4 separate regions of the Mus musculus genome follow, and regions 1, 2 and 3 are each linked to region 4. A link is a contact called in public Hi-C data. All regions are on one chromosome and are shown on one strand. The core of a region is the stretch at or near the end of the contact, and the rest is flanking DNA. Distances in the headings are between cores, read along the strand shown.

Region 1 (2,965 bases), core at 208-2,707, 89 kb before region 4:
TGTACACACAAATAAACTTTGAAAACATTATGCTAAGTTAAAAAAAAAAAGTCACAGAGGCCACACGTGTGCTTCTGTTCACGGAAACTTCTGGAATGTGAAATCCATGAAGATCGCAGAGAGGAGATCATAGCCACTGTTAGAAGGGAGGGTGCAACCTGACTGTTAATGGACACACGTTTGTCTTGGGGGCGATTGGGATGTTCTAGAATAGAAAAAGTCAATGAGAGTTGTACGAAGATGCTGGAAGCTGCTGAAATCTACACATCAAAGGTTCAGATTCGATGGTATGTCAACATCTGTCCCTTTTATTATTTATGTGTGTGAATGCACAACAGACGTGTGGGGTGGAACACAGAGCAGGGTATTGGGTGTCCTGAACCTTGGGTCAGAGTCTCTCACAGAACTTGGTGCTCATCATTATTTGGCTAGGCTGGCTGGCGAGGGAGCCCCAGGGACCCTCCTGTCTCAGCCTCTCTGACACTGTCTCCTGATTCTACCCCAAGTGCTGGGGTCATAAACACACACCACATTCTAGGCTTCTGTATGGGTGTTTGAAATTTGAGATTGGGCCCTTATGTTTGTAAGGGAAGTGCTCTTGGTCCACCAAATTATGTGCCCAGCTCCAGAAAACATGTATATGGGAGAAAAAAAAATCATGCCTGAGAAATGACACTAGAGCAAGATGGCAGAAAAGATGATGGAATACAGGTGTCTTGGGACTGTCACCTTCCCCTCTTGATGTCTGGTGACAAGCTCTTACTTTCTGAGCACCTGGGCAAACATGCCTTGCCACCACCCACACCCTAGATTTGATCTCACTCTCTCTGAGCCAACTTCTAGGACCATTGGCTCCTCAAGGTTCATCATCAATGCTGCACCTCCACTGCTAGTTGGATTGTGTCTCCTAAAAAAAGTTAGGCTCAAATCCTTTACTCCCAGGATCTGTAAATATGATTTTGTTTGGAAATTACATCTTCACAGGAGTGATCAGGCTTAAATAAGCCTGTCATGGTCGATTATGGATGTTCACTTGACAACACATGGGAAGAAGGAGTTTCAGTCAAGGATTTGTCTCCATCAGATTGGTCTGTGGGGCATTTTCTTGATTGCTAATTGATGGAGGAGGGCTCAGCCCACTGTGGGTGGTACTATTCCTAGGCAGATGGGCCTGGGTTGGAAAAGGAAGGCACCTGAACATGTGCTGGGAAGCAAGCCAGTAATTAATACTTCTTCACGTTTCTGCTTCAAGCTCCTGCCTCAAGTCCCTGCCTTACCTGTCCTCAGAGATGGACTGTGACCTGGAAGCATAAATCAAATGCATCTTTTCCCCCATAGACTGCTTTTGGCCAGTGTTTTATCACAGCCGTGGGAGGTAAACTACAACAGACTGTGCTGTGCTGGACTGAACTGGGCTCCAGCACTGAAGCAACTGTGGACCCAGAGGCACAGGCAAAGGCAAGAAGCTGTGGAGACACACAGGAGGAAGGTGTGCAGTGACAGAGGCCAGCCAGAGGCCTACTGGTCATACCATGCCACAGGCCACTTGATTCTACAATCTGGAAGAGTCCAGGCAGGATGCTATCCTGTTCTGGAGCCTTTGGGGAACTCACACCTACTGATCCCTTGCTCATGGAATTTCGGCCTCAAGAATGGTGAGTGATGGATTTCTGCAGTGCTGAGTTGCCCGTGTGGTGGTGTTTTCTCACACAGGAAATACATTTAGTTCTTGGCCTGACTTTCAGCACACAGAGGTCCAGGCATGCTTGCTGAGCAAATAGCTCATAGGCTTTGATGTGGCCTGTGGTGTGTTCCTGATGGAAGGAACTGCAGGAATAGTGTGGTAATAATAGAAATGTCGAGCGAGGGAGGTAGCTTAGTGGTAAAAGGTGCATGCTTAATGTTCATACAGCTTTCAGTCCCTAGCACCAACAAAACAAAATCCCAGAAATCTTACTCTGTCTGTACAAGGTGCAATCCAGAGAGAGGGAGGGATGTGGGGTGTCTGGAGAAGGGAGAGAGTAGGAAACCTGGAGTTAAGTGTTGTGTTTCAGCTCTGAGTTAGTGAAGCCAACAGATAAAGGAAGGTCCTTGTCAGAAGCCCATGGTGACATGTGATAATTACTTCAATAGCCCTGTGTGACATGTTACCTTTTCAACCATGTTCCCGAGAAATGGGTGGCTGGCACGGAAGTAAGGTTTAGTTATTCCTATGTCCAGTGTCACCTAGTAAATGGTCACACCAGAGCTCTGCCTCAGGTCCTTAGGGTTTCCAGACACTGTTCTATGGCTGTCTGTCTATGAGACCCGTTATTTAGACGGCTCTCAAACATCTCAAACCTGTAGCTTTGTTTGACAATTACCAGATCCACTCATCCTGCACACTCAGACGGGAAATGAAGTTACCCACTCCTCACTGACCTATAATGGACCACCAGCTTGGTGTAAAGTTACAAACAGAAACATTCTATCACCGGCTTGATCTGTAGTTACAAACAGAAACATTTCTTATGTACCATGGAACAAAGATAACATTGTGGATATGTGAGGTTTAACTTTTTCCCTTGAGGGACATGGAGAAGATACATAATCTTTTTTCTGCTTTGTTTAAATTTACCATTGAGAGCTTGCACTTACACGTGTGGCCATTAGAGAACAACTTCGTGCAGTCAGTTCTCTTCTTTCATTTTTCCTGGGTTCCAGGGTTTGCAAAAGGTGTTCAGGCTTGTGTGGCAAGTGCCTCTACCCACCAATCCACCTCAATGACCCCCACAGTATCTGTTGTCAATGAAACAGGACTTGCTAAAGTTTTAGCCCAAGTGCAACTACTCCAGTTTTCTTAGCAGGGGTGACTGACAGATGTTTGCATCCCTATAAAATTCTAATGGATCATGTTGTTTCATTATCTTGGCAGTGGTAAACAGAAATAACTTTTATCAGGATATGAAAATGCTTTATTTCTCTG
Region 2 (2,952 bases), core at 417-2,916, 67 kb after region 4:
GTTCCTGAAATTACAAAGTTAAATACCCCTCCCTAAGGTTGTACAAGTAGGAAGTGTTTCGGGAGAACAGACTTTGAAGCACCCATTGTAAGGCAGGGAGGTCCAGATATGTCTTAGTGAGTGGTCCCTCACACTAGGGTAATCTTGTGTGTGATGCTGCCATCCATGCTTCTGTAAGACACCTGTCACCCTTGCTCTGTCAGTAAATCCATAAACCCATTGTTTCACCAAGTCCACTGTGGTGGGATTGTTCTTTTGGTCTGTTGTGGGTGCTCTGTCTGGGGTAAGTGGACTCGATCTTGTCTCTCCAGGTAAAGCCATGGGTATCTTCACTATCACCTGATGCTGTTCACATTGTGTGTTCTTGAGAATCCCTCTGGTACTTAGCATGTCTGAAGTTTTGTCCTCATTATTAAATATAGGCAATATGTACAAGCTGCATTTCTCACACAACCTATCAAGGACAAATTCTTTCTTATCCTGTGAAAGTCAATTAATTAAAGTATTCCGCTAAGAAGAGCAGATGTTTCTTGAGTGTTCCCCACTTACTCTCTGGTGGGAAGTCTTATTCTCTATTAAGCTATCTGGCTTTGGCTCTAGTTCAGCCCCACATGAGTGTGTCTTGCTCCCCCCTGCTCTGGATGCTAAATCTTTGTTTAGTGGGCCTTCTCTGGCTCCCTTCCTGCTGCAGAAAAGAGTTGAGTTACTGTTATAGCAAATGCATGGTCCAAAAGTCCTAAAAGAGTTACTGTCTCATCCTTTACATGAAATGCTTGCCAACTCCAGTTTAGATAAAATTCATGATGGAGTCTGGGATGGAAATAGATATTTATTAAACTCATTCTATTCTCCAGTTTTCTTGGGATGAGCAAAGCCCTCCATATGTTTTTTGTCATGACTGTAAGTATCCTTTCCAAACAACTGATGCTTCTTGAAGCAGAGCATAGCGCTTCCTATCCATTCAACATGCTTTCCAATTGAGCAAAGAGAGAAATGTCTAATAACACCATGGGCAGGGTAGAAGCTCTTAAAGCACAACAGAGATGACATCAGATGGCGACAAAGGCTTCAGGCTTTAACCCTGCACCCATCAGAAGAGGGACGCAGAGGTCTGAGTCCCATGTGTGGAAGAGCAGCATGAACCTCACCGGGTCGGAGTGCTGCCTTCACTGTAGACCAGAGGTGGAGCTGGTCCACAACACTCTTCTTCCCTCTCCCATGTGCTGGATGGTCTTCCTCTACTTCATACAAGCTAAAGTCATCTGAGAGGAGGAATCCTCAATTGAGAAAAGGTCTAGAGTAGATAGGGTTATAGGCATTTTCCTAATTAGTGATCATTGGGGGAGCGCCCAGCCACTTGTGGGTGATGCCATCCCTGGGCTGGTGGTCTTGGGTTCTATAAGAAAGCAGGCTGAGCAAGCCAAGATGAGCAAGCCATGGGGAGCAAGCCAGTAAGCAGCACCCTCCATGGCCTCTGAATCATCACCTGACTCCAGATTCCTGTCCTGTTTAAGTTCCTGTCCTGACTTCCTTTGATGATCAACAGTGATATTGAAGTGTAAGCTAAATAAACAATTTCCTCGCTAAGTTGTTTTCGGTCATGGGGCTTCATCACGGTTACAGAAACCCAGCCCATGCAACCTTGGTCTGGCTCCTGCAGCCTGGCCACACTGAGGCTCTCAGTTTTTTTCTGTCCTGAAAGAAGAGCAGTGATTTCTTTTGCTACTGCTTTTAAGATGGTTCCAATGAAAAGCCCTAAAACCAAAATGAGTTTCCTTTCCTTAAAATCATTTCTAAATTACCCAGCTTGATGATCACACATTATATATTATGTTAGTATAGGCAAAGCATATGCATCTCAAGGGGGGTCTGGCAAGCCAAGACGTCCCGGCGACTTCCACCACCTTGACAGAAGGGACAGATGGTTGGGCCAGGAGGCTGGAACCTGTTCAGGTTGGAGACGTAACTCCTACAAGCCACTGCCTGCAGAAAGAAAGCCTGTGGAGTGGGCATGGAGCCATGGACTTATAGAGGAACTAGCCTGAAGGATGGTGTCTGTCTGGAAAGAACTGGGAAAGATAATCAGGAGGAAGAACGGGAGAGATGGAGAGACACTGCAGGGACTATCTTCCAGCCTTTAACCTTGAAAGTTTATCTAAAGCAGATCTCAGCCCTCGTTCATAGAAAGTTCAGGTGTAGGCTTCCTCCCAGTGAAGGTTCTCATTGTAGTGAGTGTGGGTTCATTTGGTGGGTGGAGTGGGGGTGGTCTCACTGTGGTGGATGGAGTAGGGGTGAGCTTAGTGCTGAGTCTTTGACGATTCAGTTACTGAAATAAACTGACCTTTTAATGGGTATACAAATGCTGCTGAAGTCACTACCAGTGGTCCCTGGGATGGAAGGTGATGAGCTGGGGTATCCTGTGTGGCATCTTTTACTTTTATGTGTGCTGTGAGCGCATCTAGACCTAGGAGCCAAGTTCATATACAGCTGTGTAGTAAGAGTATAGCTCAGAGGTTGTAGCATATTTACATGTGTACTGGAATCTTCACAAGTGTTGAGGCCTGAAGAAGGGAACATCACAAGTTTCTTACACATTTTTAACAAAATAAATGCAGGAAATCTGTGAATGACATTCAGAATTTAGACATATTGGGGGCATCATTAGACACACTGGGGGCATAACGTGCAGTAGATGATAATAGCTACCCAAGTGAATTTCTTTTATACAGGTTACTACAACTCTAGTGATGAGATCTGATGATAAAAATCTATTTTCTTGCTTGGTAACCGAGGGATGTCCCTTCTAGAAGAATCTTCAGAGTGTATCACATGTAGAAGATGGACCAAATGGCCCTTACATCAGTTATACTTCCTCAGGTAGTTTCAGCTTAAATGGTCAACTCAGCAATCAACGATGGGTCACCTTTAACTCTTCTGGAGAACTCGGTGCTT
Region 3 (2,800 bases), core at 114-2,613, 120 kb after region 4:
TTTTAAATTTAGGGACACTAAAATAGTTAACTTTGTTTAGAACTTACATGAGCTACAAAATACCCCTGAAGTTGATTTTATTGTATCTGCTGTAGCTCAAGGAAGCATTCTTGTTATTGATATACAGACTTGATTTATGGACAACACCGGCAGAGCAGGCAAGATTATTGACTTCTGGTGAAGTATCTGACCAGAGTAACTTCATGAGGAAAATGATCAATCAGAGTTTGCTTTCCTGGGAGGATTTCATCTATTTGCCTCCTTGTTGACTCGACAGACAACTGCGGAGTGTCCCGTGTCTCCCAAGGATTGAGAAGAGCAAAGGAAGCATGGCAGGTGAGTTCTCTGAGGCACAGGGTTTTAACTAATTAAATAGAGATTTTATTTTGGAGACAATGTCTGAGATTATGTAGTGTACCACACCCGCTTGTAGCAGTAGAGAAATTTAGAGTTATCAAGTCTAGTAACTGTGGGTCAAGAAGTCACAGGGCCTGGGACAGGAGTGAGGGTCAGAAGCCAGCCATCGCAAGCTCTAGTCTATGATATCTGTAAACCCCACTCAGTGACTATATTTGCAGCAGAAAACTTCAAACATATTGAAGAAAGATGTGCAGAAAGTTCTTGTTTTGCAGACAGATTATCTTCACACATTGGAAACTACCTCATCAATATTTTTTTGGTCAAAAGACTTATGACAATTCTAGAAGAAGACAAGACCTATGGAATATTCTAGTGTGGACTGCCTGTCTCTGTTATTTATTGTATTAACTGTTAACCTTGCTTGGTTACTTATACTGTGCCAAGCATGGTGGCGGGAGAATGCACATTTCAGTCTCGCTTTATCTTTGTGAACTAGAGTTGTTGCCCTCATCCTGTTTTAAAGGCAGGAAAGCTGAGGCACAGGGATTCAAGACCTCACCCGTGGTCTTAGATCTGAATCTTCTAAAAGGTAGATTCAGGATTCTAACTCAAGAGTGGTCTTTGATTCTCTGGGCATCATTGGATGTATGTGTGCAGGCAGAAGAAAGCCACCTGTCCTCCCCGGTTCCCTCCAGGCCATCTCCCTAGAACGCAATGTTTATCCCACAGAAGGAAGAGGAGAAAAGTATGCCTCAGTGCCTCATACTCAGCCAAACCACCCGATGCAGTGATGCTGTCGATGGTGAGGAAGTCACTACAGTTTTCCAGATAAATTATGACCACAGTGTCAGAGGCCACTGAGAGTTACACCCTAACATCCCGTGGGACTGACATAGTGGCACAGTAAGTGAAGCCTTTAGCAGGAACCCTATTGGGAGCGTCCTAGTTGAACAATGACTCCTCTGTCCAAAAATATCACCCAGACTGTTTGCTTAGCAATCAGGCAACCACTTGTTCCCAATGCCATGTTTCCCTTAGGCATTAGCTGCTGACAGCCACACACGGCAGTCATTGCTTGTAGCAGCTGTGATGAAGACAAACGGGGCAGCAGGCTGCTGCTAAAGGATCCACGCAGATTCATCGCAGCTCCAGACATCTGACAAACTGATTCGGAGGGGTGACTTCAGGGCTCTGGCTGGCAGTGAGTGTAGAGGAGTCGGATTATCTCGGAGTGGGAAGCTTGGGGTTGATATTCTCTGCAGAGAGGACACCAGCTCTGATATCTAACTTTGGTGTTTCAAACCACATCAGTGCATCTCATAAGATCATTTGGGTAGGGTTGATTCTGACTGGGTACCACTGTGTCTTTTTGTTTGTAGTTACTGCCTCTGTTCATAATGGCACTGAAATAAACATACTGGAAAGGCATTTGAGGTTGGAGCCTGGGCTGTCTGTTCCAGTCATGTATGCTCCATAGTTAGCTCTGATATGCCAGGGCAGTAATGACATGCCAGATCCCCTGAAAAGGACGTATTGTGGGTGCTGGCATTGGGTGTATGCTACTAACATACTTACTTGACTTTCTAAATTTTATGGAGTAAGCACTTTGCTGAGGCAGGTGAGACAATGTCTGTCTGTGATGCCAGCACTCCAGGGGCAGATGCAGGAAGAGCCAGCCTGGGCTACATAGCAAGAAAGCCAGCCTGGGCTACATAGCAAGAAGACACTGTCACAGACAACCCACGGGCTAGAGATGCAGTTCAGTCGTAGACACTTGCCTAGCATGAGAAAGGCCCCAACTTTGGTCCTTAGCATCACAATCATTAAAGAAAATTTTTAAAGAAATAAAATCCTAGAGCTAGAGAGATGGCTCAGTGGTTAAGAGCACTGACTGCTCTTCCAAAGGTCCTGGGTTCAAATCCCAGCAACCACATGGTAGCTCACAACCATCTCCATAATGAGATCGGATGCCCTCTTCTGGTGTGTCTGAAGACAGCTACAGTGTACTTACATATAATAAATAAATAAATCTTTTTTAAAAAAAGAAAAAAAGAAGTAAAATCTTGTTTGTGGCATGTACAAGAAGCAGCACTGTAGGAAGACATAGTTTTGGGGCATAAATACACCTTTCCCTTTTCTTCCTAAGTTAAACTTTGCAAACTGAGCCTTTTAATGTTAAATAGCAAAGTTGCAAGAAGTAGAAGGGCTGTTTTCTTCTCCGGTGAATGAGTGAGGCTGTGGTCATGTCTAAGAATGTTCCAGGTCAATTTGGGACTCCAAGAGAGAGTCACATAAGAGGACTTGCTATCCTTCCTATGGAAGTAGGGGGTTTCCCTAGGCTCTGGGCCACAATATCATCACACCAACCTCCACACTTTAGAGATGAATGTAGAGGTGCATACACACCCAATATATACCACACATACACACATGTACATGG
Region 4 (2,999 bases), core at 211-2,710:
TGGAGGGTTCCCCCCTCTCAGTCCTCTCCTTTTGGGGGAAGTAGAGGTGAAGAAGGGGTTGTTTGGAAAATTCTGTTATTTCCTTTTCAATAAGCTCAGGTTGTTTCTGTGACCTTTTCTATGTAGATCTGTTCCCCCTCTAATATTCTCTCCATATTGAACCCTGTATATATACCTGTGGATCCACCCAGGGCTTATTAGGCGTGGGGAATAAGAATACCATTTCAGTTAAAAAACTAACCCAAGCTTAACGTCTTGATACAAATGAACACATATCCAGAGAGAAGCTAAGTTAGCAGATTCATCTAGCCCCTAAATGCCATAAACACTTCGTGTGACCCTGGTGTTCCCTGCTTTCAGTTAGTTTACTTAGTCCTTGTCTTTCATCAGCACGGCACATCTCGGGTTTACTGATGAAGACTATGAGAAGTCCTCCCCTGTCTCAGGTTCATTTCGCCCTTCTGCTCACTTTTCCTCCTTCGCATCCTCTCCTCTTTATGCCCAAACAGAACAAGGCTACCGCTTTCCACCAAGACAATGGGCTTTTCCTAACTCTCCCTGCCTACCCCACCAGCCGCCCCTGCCTGCGGGATCATCTGTATGTTTGATCTTCACTAGAGGTGCTGGAGCAAGGTCCACAGTAACTGACCCATTCTCTAGCGCCCAGGGCAGGCAGACCCCTCCTCCCGCCACCCACCCAGGCGAGTTTTTAAGCAGCTAATGAAAACCCTATGAGACACATTTCCTTTTGGTTATGTAACCAAAGGCAGCTTTTCCTGCCTCTGGTGGACTTCAGCATCATGTCTCCGCTGAGTAGGGAATGCAAGCAGCCACAGTGGGGCTGGGGACCTGGCAGCCAGGACCCGAAGGCTCGAGGATCCTAGGACACGGAACATCTGTCTGGGATCCATGCCAGCTCCTCGCTTTCAGCAACTCAAACGCACTGCTTACCTTGTAGTGGACAGGGTAGGTTCACTCCATCCTGATCGCCTCTCTCGGAACGGAGCAAGATTCAATAATTCACTCCACGGTGAATGGCGAGGGAAGAAAATACAAGAAAAGGAGGAAACAGACCAACTGGAAGCAGATGGTCCAATTTCACATCAGCCCCGGCAGGCTTTCAGGAGACTCCATTCTGCTGCTAGCGGTTGGGTCCAGCTCCTGCTCCAGCTCCGACTCGCCGGTTCCCGCGGATCCCCACCCTCGGCCCGCCCAACCTCTCCAGCCAGGTGCTGCCGTCTGGTGACTGGCTCCCTCTGGCTGGAGGGCTGGGCGCTGGGGCCACCGCGGGGCAGAGGAGTGCGCGTGTGGGCAGGGACTGAGGAGGAAGCCCGGTTGCGAGGAAACTGGGGGACAGCCTTGAGTGGCAGAGGGAATAAATCCTCGTTTAGGAGCAAAGTGATAGACCTTGCAGGGAGACGTCATGAAAGCCGCAGATTCAACGAATGCTACTCGGTTCCAGCCCCACGGGCTGAGCCGCGCTGTCAGCGCACGAAGCGACGCGTCTCTGGATAAAAGCGGGCGCAGCGCCGCGCGCTGGAGAACCGAGGCGACACAGTGATCAGCTTCGCGGCGAGGCGGAAGAGATGGAGCCGGACCCTAGCTGCCCACCCTTCGCCCAGCCTCTTGTTCTTTTTAACCTGCAGTGGACTCAGGCGCTAAAACAGGGGAGCGCCACCGAGAAATAGGGGTTTCTAGTGCTGGGCGTGAGGAGTCTTTGGGTCTTAGATGCACAGGAACCTTCCATTCCCTCATGTCACTTAAGTCCTAAACTTGAGGATCAGTTTATGCCTACTTGTTATAGCTTCTCTTTTAGCTTTGACGAAAATTGAAAAGTGGGGTTTCTTCACTGCCATCCATTGGGCTGAAATAGATCACACGTGGCCAGCACAGCCCAGAGAGGCCTTAGCCAGCAAGAGGGGCCTGAGGGTGGGGGTGAGGGGGGGGGCCTGCAGCCCAAGACTTTGCTCACACAGATCTAAGAGCAAGTCTGTGCTGTGCTTTCTCTATCCTATCCACCACTCCAGGGACGTAGTGCCAGCTGCTGCCCCCACCCCTACTTTGGTTAAGCTTTCTGAGCTTTCTGAGTATAATCTCAACTGCCTGTAAACACACACACCCCTCGGACAGCCACCTAGTTTGGATTTAACCTGCTTTTGCATGGTTCTTTCAGGGGGCATCCCACAGTACAACCTGACTTTCTTTTACGGTCATTTTGCAAGCAGTAGCTCATTTCCAAAGCCTTCTCGCATCTAGCTTCCACCCAAGTACAGACCTGTTTATGCATTTTTAACCCAAGGAGAAATAGTTTCGCAAGGGTCTGTAAAAGTAATTGACACCACTGGCTGATAATTCTATAATGGCCCTATTAACCACGGGGTATTCTGTTTACTTCACAGCTCAAGAAGGTGACCCTTTCTGATGAAGGGATTCATCGAGATCTGCTCTTAGCAGTGAATGATATTTTATTCTAAACTCGCGCTCTAAAAGTAGGTGTGCATGCATGTTCATGCATGCGTGTGTTGTGTGTGTGTGTGTGTGTGTGTGTGTGTGTGTGTGTGTACCCACAGAGTATAGAAGAAAGCATCATATTACCCAAAGCATGAGTTACAGGGAATTATAAGCTGGGTAGTGTGGGTGCTGGAGTAGAATCTGGGTCCTCTGTAAGAGCAATGCAGGCCCTTAAGCTCTAAGTCATCTCAGCCCCTATTTGTATCTTTTAATGTCTCTCAGGAAGACTGTCTGCTTTCTGAGCCAACTTTGCTACAGAAAGGTGTTTACCTCAGTTTGCATCAACAGCTGGGCCCTCCTTACCCACACAGGCTACGAGTTTGTATTTGTTGATGATTTTCCCCGAGGGACTGTGATCTCAGTTGCTCGTGCCTCAGCTTTTGTGTGGCATTCAGAGGCATTACTATGCACAACATGTGATCTTATGCTACATAAGTCTGCTGGGCTTAGCAATTGTGTCAGAAATGAAGACAAAGCAAGGCCCTGGC

Evidence for each region. A called contact is a pair of places that touch in the nucleus more often than the background predicts.
Region 1: a Hi-C map of the N1E-115 cell line shows a contact between it and region 4, with 5 times the contacts expected there. The contact joins the enhancer-like site here to the promoter of Kcnj6 in region 4. A contact is called at or near these places in 1 of 39 promoter capture datasets (hippocampal neurons), 7 of 484 Hi-C or Micro-C datasets (the N1E-115 cell line, cerebellar granule neurons, cerebral cortex and 3 more), 1 of 115 datasets of contacts at active chromatin or transcription factors (forebrain) and 2 of 9 other capture datasets (embryonic stem cells and pancreatic islet).
Region 2: a contact with region 4 is called in a Hi-C map of cerebellar granule neurons, with 2.3 times the contacts expected there. The contact joins the enhancer-like site here to the promoter of Kcnj6 in region 4. A contact is called at or near these places in 5 of 484 Hi-C or Micro-C datasets (adipose-derived mesenchymal stem cells, cerebellar granule neurons, cerebellum and 1 more), 1 of 115 datasets of contacts at active chromatin or transcription factors (embryonic forebrain) and 2 of 9 other capture datasets (adipose tissue and liver).
Region 3: a Hi-C map of cerebellum shows a contact between it and region 4, with 2.8 times the contacts expected there. The contact joins the enhancer-like site here to the promoter of Kcnj6 in region 4. A contact is called at or near these places in 1 of 39 promoter capture datasets (hippocampal neurons), 3 of 484 Hi-C or Micro-C datasets (the N1E-115 cell line, cerebellar granule neurons and cerebellum) and 1 of 115 datasets of contacts at active chromatin or transcription factors (forebrain).

The regions. Positions count from the first base shown.
Region 1 is chr16:94,906,979-94,909,943 of GRCm38.p6, forward strand. The region is part of intron 2 of Kcnj6 (potassium inwardly-rectifying channel, subfamily J, member 6); the gene reads right to left. Among named protein-coding and RNA genes, the nearest start is that of Kcnj6, 89 kb to the right of the region's middle. Within about 2 kb of position 1,458, at least 2 of the 459 cell types and tissues checked have an H3K27ac peak or open chromatin away from gene starts, as enhancers often do. A contact at or near this core is called in the N1E-115 cell line, where this site is marked.
Region 2 is chr16:95,062,630-95,065,581 of GRCm38.p6, forward strand. No RefSeq gene overlaps it. Among named protein-coding and RNA genes, the nearest start is that of Gm31407, 66 kb to the left of the region's middle. Within about 2 kb of position 1,667, at least 2 of the 459 cell types and tissues checked have an H3K27ac peak or open chromatin away from gene starts, as enhancers often do. A contact at or near this core is called in cerebellar granule neurons and cerebellum, where this site is marked.
Region 3 is chr16:95,116,283-95,119,082 of GRCm38.p6, forward strand. No RefSeq gene overlaps it. Among named protein-coding and RNA genes, the nearest start is that of Gm31407, 120 kb to the left of the region's middle. Within about 2 kb of position 1,364, at least 21 of the 459 cell types and tissues checked have an H3K27ac peak or open chromatin away from gene starts, as enhancers often do. A contact at or near this core is called in cerebellum and hippocampal neurons, where this site is marked.
Region 4 is chr16:94,996,236-94,999,234 of GRCm38.p6, forward strand. It overlaps Kcnj6 (potassium inwardly-rectifying channel, subfamily J, member 6), which reads right to left and starts at 1,461. Exons shown (of 4, transcript NM_010606.2): 1 at 952-1,461. It overlaps Gm31407 (a long non-coding RNA gene), which reads left to right and starts at 1,993. Exons shown (of 2, transcript XR_385080.4): 1 at 1,993-2,489.